Linked DNA regions of Canis lupus: region 2 is linked to region 1. Evidence: chromatin contacts called from public Hi-C data. All regions are on one chromosome and are shown on one strand. Each heading gives the region's core, a stretch centred on a gene start, on an enhancer-like site or on the middle of the called end of the contact. The rest is flanking DNA. Distances are from core to core; before and after follow the strand shown.

Evidence for each region. A called contact is a pair of places that touch in the nucleus more often than the background predicts.
Region 2: a contact with region 1 is called in a Hi-C map of blood, with 3 times the contacts expected there. The contact joins two enhancer-like sites. A contact is called at or near these places in 2 of 9 Hi-C or Micro-C datasets (amygdala and blood).

Annotation. Positions count from the first base shown.
Region 1 is chr13:27,783,685-27,788,461 of UU_Cfam_GSD_1.0, reverse strand. All of the region lies in intron 3 of ASAP1 (arf-GAP with SH3 domain, ANK repeat and PH domain-containing protein 1), which reads left to right. Among named protein-coding and RNA genes, the nearest start is that of ASAP1, 160 kb to the left of the region's middle. Within about 2 kb of position 2,086, at least 2 of the 20 cell types and tissues checked have an H3K27ac peak or open chromatin away from gene starts, as enhancers often do. A contact at or near this core is called in blood, where this site is marked.
Region 2 is chr13:27,867,309-27,871,777 of UU_Cfam_GSD_1.0, reverse strand. ASAP1 (arf-GAP with SH3 domain, ANK repeat and PH domain-containing protein 1) reads left to right here. Exons shown (of 29, transcript XM_038555531.1): 3 at 544-670. Among named protein-coding and RNA genes, the nearest start is that of ASAP1, 81 kb to the left of the region's middle. Within about 2 kb of position 1,342, at least 14 of the 20 cell types and tissues checked have an H3K27ac peak or open chromatin away from gene starts, as enhancers often do. A contact at or near this core is called in blood, where this site is marked.

The DNA of each region.
Region 1 (4,777 bases), core at 837-3,336:
AAATTGTCACAGAAGTAGAGGAGATTGTTGTGACAGCTGTGGCAGTATAGTACCCCACCTTTGTTTTCTGAGGACTTCCCCCGGCCACCACCCCTGCTTTATTGAGATGTAATTGACACATAATACTGGGTAAGTTGAAGGTATACAACACAGTGATTTTATATATGTGTATCATGATGGCCACAGTAAGGTTAGTTAACATATCCATCACCTCACATAGTTACAATTTGTGTGTGTGTGTGGTAAGAACTTTTAAAATGTACTCTCTTAGCAACTTTCAAATAGACTGTTCAGTATTATTAACTATAGACATCACGCTGTATATTATATCCCCAGAACTTAGTCATCTTATAGCTGGGAATTTATACCCTTTGATCCCACCTCACCTCTACCTGTTTTTGTTTTTGTTTTTTTAACAGATGAGGAACTGGGCTCTGGGAGTGCCTAGGACACCATATCTTATTAAATAGCAGTGCCAGACCTAGGAGCCAGGCCTTCGAGGGGGTCTTTTTATATCATTTTTCAGTGCAGGGCATCCACTCATTCATAGAAGATCCTGTATCTGATCTTTTTTTTTCTATTCTTTAGCGAGGCCTGCTTGTTTTTTGGAACTTAACTCTTTCCTTAATCACTGTACCTTAGAATCCCGTTTCTGGAGCCTCTGATGAAGCCCAGACATTATTAGGACATTGACTTCTGTAAAAATGTAGCTAGTATTACCTTTAGCTTGATTGTAGGTACCTATATCCCTTCCAGTTGTTCTAGAACTATTATCTAAAACTCTATTCCATATATATTTTCCATATATAATGTAAATACTATATACTATTTATGGAATATAAACAATTTTCCCCATGCATTTTGTAAATTTAGAACAAAGAAGCAAACAGACCTATCTAGTCTCTGATACTTCTTGTAGTCGCCATTTTATTTTCTCGGAGTGAACACTTAGCTCTGTGCATTCCCATGTTTCCAAAGTGTTTTCTGGCTTCTGTGCTGGCCATGAGGAGAGCTTTTGCACACAAGCAAGCCAGGATGTCTCAGGGGGACTGGTAATTGAGAGGGGGGTATTGACCTTGTGGTCATCAGTCTGAATGTGCCTAAGTGAGTAGCAGCCCAAAGCCATTACTGCTGCCTTCCAGGAATCTTTAATAAATGAATTAGTGGGCTTTCTGTAGTAGCTCTTGATGACCTGTAGAAAGCCTCATACAGGCTTCATTTATTCACCCATTTATTTTCTTCTGTTGGGGCCAGAAATCTAACTCCATATGCAGAAATCTCCCAGCTGCGGGTTTCAGAGCACTTGGAAGAGGAGGAGTTGCCATTTGCTGACTGTCGTCTTCGTGCTGGGAGCTTCGTATACTCTCTAATTTCATTCTCTCTAAACCTCTAGACGTGGTTAAGATTATAGGATTATAGCCTCCTGTTTTACAGATGAAGCCACAGAATCTAAGAAAGTTTAAAAAAGAAAACAGTCTAAGGTCACCCAGTGACAAAGTACACAGTATTTTAACATGGAGCTATAGTATGAGGAGTCTGTGCTCCTACACGTCACCAAGGGGTCCCTCTTCCAAGTTAAGGGCAGGGAACTATGGTGGAAAAGAGAGGTTCACTATCCATTTCTGCCTACAAGTGTGGGAGAAGAATTACAGAATAGGCCATAAAGGAGGACTTTCAGAGCTGCGTAGGACTCCCATTCACTTCGACACACATCTACTCTGTGCTTAGGGCTGTGCTAAGGAAAAGGAGCGTGTTGCCATTTGCTTCTCTTGATCCCAGGGAAATGGACTCTTGTTGATCAAACTGAATGAAATAAAATAGTATATCATCAGGTGTTAATTCCCAAGGTACATCCCCAACAGTGAATGCTTTGGGAGGAAGCGGGAAGAGAGAAGTTGACATATCACTTTGTTTTTCTTTGGCACAAGGAGGAGGTTAAGCATCCCTTTCACTGTCTATCATTTAAGAAACTTGGGCATACTTAAAGGTAAGTGATGGTTCAAGAGAGATTGTGTGGTCCAGTGCAAGGGTCTAGACCAGAAACCACAGCTTCCTGATTCTTCAGCCTGGTCCTCTGTCAACTAGATATTGTGTTCTCTCTACCAATGAAAACCCAACCTCCCTATTTTTGCACTGTCATTATGCCGCCCTGTACAGAGGAAGTGAAGACTTGGCTCCTCCAAAAGGAACTCAGGATGCCAGCAGGGCCCATCTTCCACGCATTGGTGACAGGCAAGTCACTCCATCCCTCTGCAGAGTCACAGCAGTCTGTGACTGTCATAGTCTCCAAGCCTGCCTTTCTGACATGGTGCTTTTCAAGGCGGAGCAGTGCAAGCAGGGAAGTGCACATCAGCATGAGAAGAATGAAACGGTGATCGCACTTAAGGTGCTCTGGGTTACAGCGTTTTAGCTGCAAAAGAAATTTCCCTTTCTTGGATGGAAAAACTTCAAGACCCACTCAATAAAGGCCTGTAGCCAGTTAGTGGCTGAGCCAGGACTAGAACAGAGGCCTCCTCACTTGAAGACTGGTGTTGTGTACTTGCCCCACCCCCTCATCCCACAGAGGGTGCTGGGGCCAGCGGGCTTTTGAACAAGTCCTAGGGGTCAGAATAATGCACTTTGTGATCAGAGCCAACAAGATCCCAAGTTTCATTTGTATGCCACCTGCACACATCTGGGGCAGTGCTGCACATCAGAATCATCTGGGGAGCTTTAAAAACCTGCCTGGGTCTCACCACAGACCAGTTGAAACCACTCTCTCCTATCTCACCTAAGATTGTCTGTCATCTCAGTATGACATTGCAAGGTTCTCTCTAAGTGCCATCAGGATCCCCAGGGGTGCCAGTTAAGAAACAGATTACAAGGTCCTATGTGCTTCTCCTGAGTACAACCCTCTGGTGTTGGGAGCTGAGCTTCCACATTTATAGCAAGTTCCCCCAAGGGATTCTGATGCAAAACCAGTGTACTGGACATGGTTTGTGTTTTTTCTAGTCTGTCGCCCCAACCCCAGGTCCCTGTTGACCGCTCCTACCACTTTGCTTCTGCTCCTTTTCCTTCTGCATTGCCACGTCTGGAGTGGAGGGAAGCAGGCATGACCCTGCCTTGGCAAGGGCCTCTGAGCTTCAGGGTTTTAGATTAGTTTGGTTTTTCTCCTTCATAAGTGAAATAAATTTAGAATGTAGGCTTTCTCCGTATTAATTTTAAAGCAATGAGTGAAGGATGCCTGGGTGGCTCAGCAGTTGAGCGTCTGCATTTGGCTCAGGGTGTGATCCCGGAGACCTGGGATCGAAACCCACATCGGGCTCCCTCCATGGAACCTGCTTCTCCCTCTGCCTGTATCTCTGCCTCTCTTCTCTCTGCATCTCTCATGAATAAATAAATAAAATATTTAAAAAATATAAAATTTTATTTTATTTTTTTTTTAAATATAAAATTTTAAAAGTGATGTTTACAACACTAAAATGAACCTTTTTTTTTTAATTTAAAGAAACTATATATATCGAGCCATTGGTCAATAAGCAGTGGGATCCTATCTTTCTCCATTAGCCCATCTTTTTTTTGAGCTTCATTTGTGAAGTTCCCCTTTGCAGTATCTCAAGAGACAGGACTGTCTCTAGGTACTCAGCACTGACCTCAACATATCAGAAAAAATGGTTCCCACTTTCCTGTCATATACACAGGGATTGAACAAAACAGTGATAACTAGAAAAATGTACTAGCAGTTATTAGCAATATTCTCAAAAAGGAAAGTGACAGTATTTCTCCCTTCTAAGTTTTTTCACTTCTATCACATGGAAAGCTTCACTCTACTGACTTTTTTTCTTTCTGGCTCTAGGGTTTCATATTGTGCTTATTACAAAGCAAACAAAATAGGTGTATTCTTGCTCTGTGTAATGATATTCCACAGATAAAGAAAACAATTTAAGTGAAGGACAAAAGGCACCCCTCAGGAATGCACACCTGCAAAATGCATTTCTGTTTGACACCTTTTGAAACTTGAAATTTGAAAATTTCATATTTTTAAAGAAAATACTGCTGGGGCACCTGGGTGGCTCAGTGGTTGAGAATCTGCCTTTTGAGAATCAGGTCCTGATCCTGGGGTCCTGGGATCAAGTCCCACATTGGGCTTCCCACAGGGAACCTGCTTCTCCCTCTGCTTATGTCTCTGCTTCTCTCTGTGTGTCTCTCATGAATAAATAAATAAAATATTTAAAAAAAAATACTGCATATTTCCCCTCTTCAAATTTATCTTCATAGGTATAGGGATTCCCTTAGAAGACATGCAAATGTCTTCTGCTTACTTACTGTATTTTGTCTGCAGATTAATTTTGTGTAAGGTGGTAAGATTAGGGATGTGCTAAAGGATTTTAGCTTGGGGAAACCATTTTTAGAGCTGCAGACTTGAGCAGAGGGGAAGTTCCTTTCCCAACCCTGACACCATAAATGACCCTGTTACTGTGATCTATAACCATTAATTCAGTTTTGTCTTTACACGGCTCTGGTATTATGTAAAGGTTTTGTGATAGCTGTTCGAAAATCTGTGCAATATTGAAAAACAAGCAGATTTATTATAGCAGGATACAGCACACATTATGATTTAGTTGGGTTTTCTGAACATTGAGGACTAAAGGAAAGATGAACAGGCCTAGAAAAACACTTGGGAAAGTGGTATTTGAATTTTCAGATGACTTTTAGCAAGTTACTTAATTTTTCTAACTCTGTTTCTTCACTGTAAAACAAATCTAGCATCATTACTTCATCAGGAGGACTATTTAGG
Region 2 (4,469 bases), core at 93-2,592, 84 kb before region 1:
CGCGGCGGGCGGCGGCGCGTGCGCAGAGCACTTCCTTGTTTGTCCCCGTGACTGTAGCGGGAGCGCCGCCTGCCCGCCGCCCGCGGCCCGCCGCCCGCCCTCCGCCCTCCCTGCATCCCGCCCTCCCGCCCGCGGGAGTGTGCGCTCGGGCAGTCCGTCGGTGTCCTCGCCGCCGCCTGTCAGAGCGCCCCGGGAGGCAGCGCCGGCCGGCCCGAGCCCCGCCGAGCGCCGCGCCCCCTCCCCCGCCGCCGGCATGAGCACAGGGAGGCGGGTCCCCGAGAGCCCCCAGCCTCGCGCGCCGCTCGGAGTTTGAAGCCCCGCCGCCCGCTGCACCCGCTGCGCCCGCTGCGCCCGCTGCACCCGCTGCAGCCGCCGCGCCCGCCCTCTCTGCCGCCGCCGGGGACGGGGACGGGAGCCGCGCCAGGCCGGGCGCCGGGTGGCAGGCTGCGCGGGGCGTTCATGAGCCGCCGGGCGGCCCGCGGCCCCGGGAGCCTGCGCCGTGACTCACTCCCCGCCCCCGCTTGTGTCTCGCCCCCCCGGCAGGATGCCGGACCAGATCTCCGTCTCCGAGTTCATCACCGAGACCACCGAGGACTACAACTCGCCCACCACGTCCAGCTTCACCACGCGGCTGCACAACTGCAGGAACACCGTCACGCTGCTGGAGGAGGTAGGTCGGGGCCGGCGCCGCCCCCCCCCCCCCCCCGGGGACCCCGGCCCCTCCGCCGGGGCGCCTCGCTGCCCCCGCTCGCAGCTGGATCGGCTGCATTTCCGAGCGGGAGGGATGTGAGGGGGCTGGGGCAGCCACACCCCCACCCCCACCCCCTCACCTCCGGCTCCCAGGTGAAGAGGGGGACTTGAGGTGTGCAGCCCCCCGCTCCGTTGGCCGGGGCGCTGGAGGCGGGGAGAGGATGGAGCGAGCTCCTGGTACCCTAGGAAAAAGAAGAGGCAAGTCCTCTCCTTGTCTCGTGGGTGCCCTGCTGCCAGGCTCTTTCCACATCCTTCTGACCCCGTCCTACCCCGCGAAGTAAGTGGCGTCAGGCCCCAGAGGGCAGAGGGAGGCGAAGCAGCACGGCCAAGGTCACCAGCGAGGGACCGAGAGATGGTCCCTGAGTGCCCCTCTCCGTGACTCGGCTCCGCCAGGCGGGCTGAGCTGCATAGGCAGGGGCCCACGGGATTAAAACCCCAAAGGGTCGAGAGGAGACTCGGGCTGGCATTGCCTCCACCCCAGGAGTCTCCCCGCAGCCAGTCTCTGGTGCCTAAACCCTGGGTTGGAAAGAGAGATCTGTGCAGACAGACAGGTTCCCCTCCCGGCTCCCAGCACCCGAGGGAGGGTTTGGTTCTGCCGAGGCTGCTGCGCCAGCAGGACTTGCCCGCAGGGCGCTCCTAAGCTGTGAAGGAAGACCCGAGGCTGAGGCTGCCGGGGAAGAGCTGGCCAGAACGGGAGAAGGGAGGGGGGGGTCTGACCCTGCAGAAGGACAGCTCCCCTTATCTAGACCCTCCAGAGAGGCATTGTGGGTGTCCTGGGCAGGGCCAAGGGCATGGCGATTTCCTTTAAAATTGAAGTGAATTCGTGATAGGCCAGGGTGGGTAGGTAAGGAGGAACCCGCAAACCCAAGGGCTGCAAAAGCCTCTGAACCTCCATAAAAATAGGACATTTGCCCTGGAACTCTGCACCATCTGTAAGTGCCATAAAGCACCACTCCCCTCCAAACAAGCCAAGCCTATTTCAATCGGAAAAGACAGCAGTGGGGGGGGGGGGGGGGTGGAATTTAGGAAGGCAGATCGTTTTCCTGGGGTGGATTATCCTGTGGTTGGTTTATTTGAGGTTTGGGGAGCTCTTTCTGATAGAAGCTCACCACAGCCAGCTCTCTGTAATATTGAGAAGCTTGGGCTTCTGTGGGAAACTGCCCTTGGTACGGGCTTTGGTACTCACTCTTCTGGCCAGATTACTTGCAGAATTGGTACTCTGAAGCACAAAGTCCTAAATTTTAAGAGGGGAGAAATTTCTTTTCCTGTGGGGTCCTGTCTTTGCCTGCCTGGTGCAGTGAATTAGTCTCAGCATCGTATGCCAGTTGAGGATGCTTCTAGAGTTCTCTGTGAAGTTAATGTTGGGTTATTGAACGGAATCTTGAAATTCATTTGGAGAAATACCTCCCAACTAAGTTTGTTTGAAAGCCAGAGGTAAATGGATGATTTTTTTTTTTTTTTTTTTTGTCTTTGTGACCTGTCATTCTGTTGCAGTACCCTGACGTTTAGTGTCCGGGAATACACGGAATTGCCAGGCATTCAACCTCATAATGGGTCTGTCCTTCACTTCACTTAATTGTGATAAATTGGAACATGGTGATACAGGAGCATTTTGCATCCTTTTTGTGTACTAATCGTATATGCCTTCTGAAGGATGTGACATTGATTAGACTGAGTGGTTATTTTCCTTTTAGATAAGTTCTACGGTGCCTGCTAATAGAGCTGTCAGTTATATTAACTTTTCCTTTCTGCCCATTTAGATAGTGTTACTGTATTCTGTTTGTGTGGGGTGTGATAAGGGTAAGTAGCTGATAATGCTGTTTGTAGGGGTATATGCCCATATTTTTCAGCAGCAAGAGAGGATAGGGTTAATGTTAATTACATGCAGCCGCTCTTAATCTTAGTTTGAGGTAACTAAATTTAAATGTGACTGCAATAGATATATATATATTTTTTTTTTTTTTAAATGAGGAATACTATTCTGCAGGGTTAGGTCAGAAATTAGATCCAATGGCCATATACATGTGGTCACCTGTGAACTTGAGGAATCAGAATCAGGCTAGAAGTTCAAAAGTGTCATGTTAGATTATGGTGATAATACTCATGTCCTCAAAAATATTACAGTAAATGTTTCAGTCAGAATGACACAATAATTTTGTAATTGTTATTCTGCACTTCAGTGTAGTACTGGTCAAGGAGTCATTCCCCTAATCTGCATCTTTAACTCTTGACTCACATGCCATGAAGCTGAACTCATCATGAGTGATGGCCTTTTGCATATATGTGAAATATACCTGCTAGTTTCTTACTGATAGGTAACCACCACAGTTGAATTTTTATTTTTTCCCCACTAATTTTGCATATACGGAAGGAGTACATTGTTATAAATAAGTGCATCAGAATTCCGTTCTTAAAAGATATGGGGCTAAAGGTTATTACCTTTTGGGGCAGACCACAAAATCTTGTTGGCATATGTTTCACAAGTGAGATACTTGGAAACTTTAAGAATGCTGTTTGTGTTACTTTGTGGGTTATTCTTAGGAATAGGACTTTTGGGTACTTTTTTGGTGATGTGGAAACCCAGGAATAGGAATTCATTTGGACAGCTTGGAATTCTTTTTTAAAAAAATCTTTTTCTAGTTCCAGTTATTAAGTGCCTTTCTGTTTATTTATAAATTCTTTTTGTTCTTTGGGTTCCTAATCAACCTATAGAGGTCTCAACTAAAAAACTGTAGCTCTCCAAGCTTGGATGCCTAAATTAACCCACACTCTTCCTTTTCTTGTGTCTCATTGGCAAAGACTGCTTTGCAGATGTTGGTGCTTTTATTTAAATCTCTTTGTGATAAGCACTCTAGGAAATGGGTCAGAAATGTGTAGTAGAAAGAGTTTGCTTCTGGGCTTCACCTTTGGGGTTAAGGGGTCCGAGAGGACCGTGGGAGTTGCGGTTAGGCTGGCACACGATGAGTGGCTGCCTTTGGGAGGCAGGCATGGATTAGCTGCCTAGTTTTGTCCTGATGTCTGAGTGTTTTCCAAGCAAAAAGGCCGTGTTTTGCTTATTCAGCAGAGCACACTGACGTGTGCCATTTTACTCGTGACCATTTGGAAAGTATGAGTAAATGACTAGGAGACTAGGAGAAGACAGAGTTTTACTGAGAAAGGAGAGCAAGCAGGCATTCCAGGATCACTGTGTGGGGAGACAATAGGAAAAGACTCTCCATATAAAGGCTTAGACTGGTCAGTACTTAGTGCTTAATGAAAAGGAGAGTCAGCATGATAAATGAAGGTCTGCTTGGTTATTTAATATCGGGCCAGCGCTTTACCTTTTGTGATGATGGAGGAGACATATCCTGCCCACTTACTGAAACACTGCTCTGTGCTAGGCTTGTTGTAGGCACACAGCACACGGGATCACATTTAAGCCTCGTGGGAGCTTTATGGAGGAGGGACAATTGTTATCTCCATTTTACAGAGAAGAAAATTGAGGCCTAGAGAGTGATTTGTCCCCAAGGTCACATGGCTGGTAAGTCAGTGGAGTTAGGAAATCCCTAAACAATTAAGGCATAAAACAGATGTTCTGAATGTCTACAAAGATGTATTTCAGTGGCTTTGTAGAGAATATAAGAGGCTTCACTTTTCATTGTACCTTCTGAATTTGATCTCATGAAACAGGGGTGCCTAAGTTCCTAAGTGGCTTAGTTTTTCTTCATGTTTGCATTCCA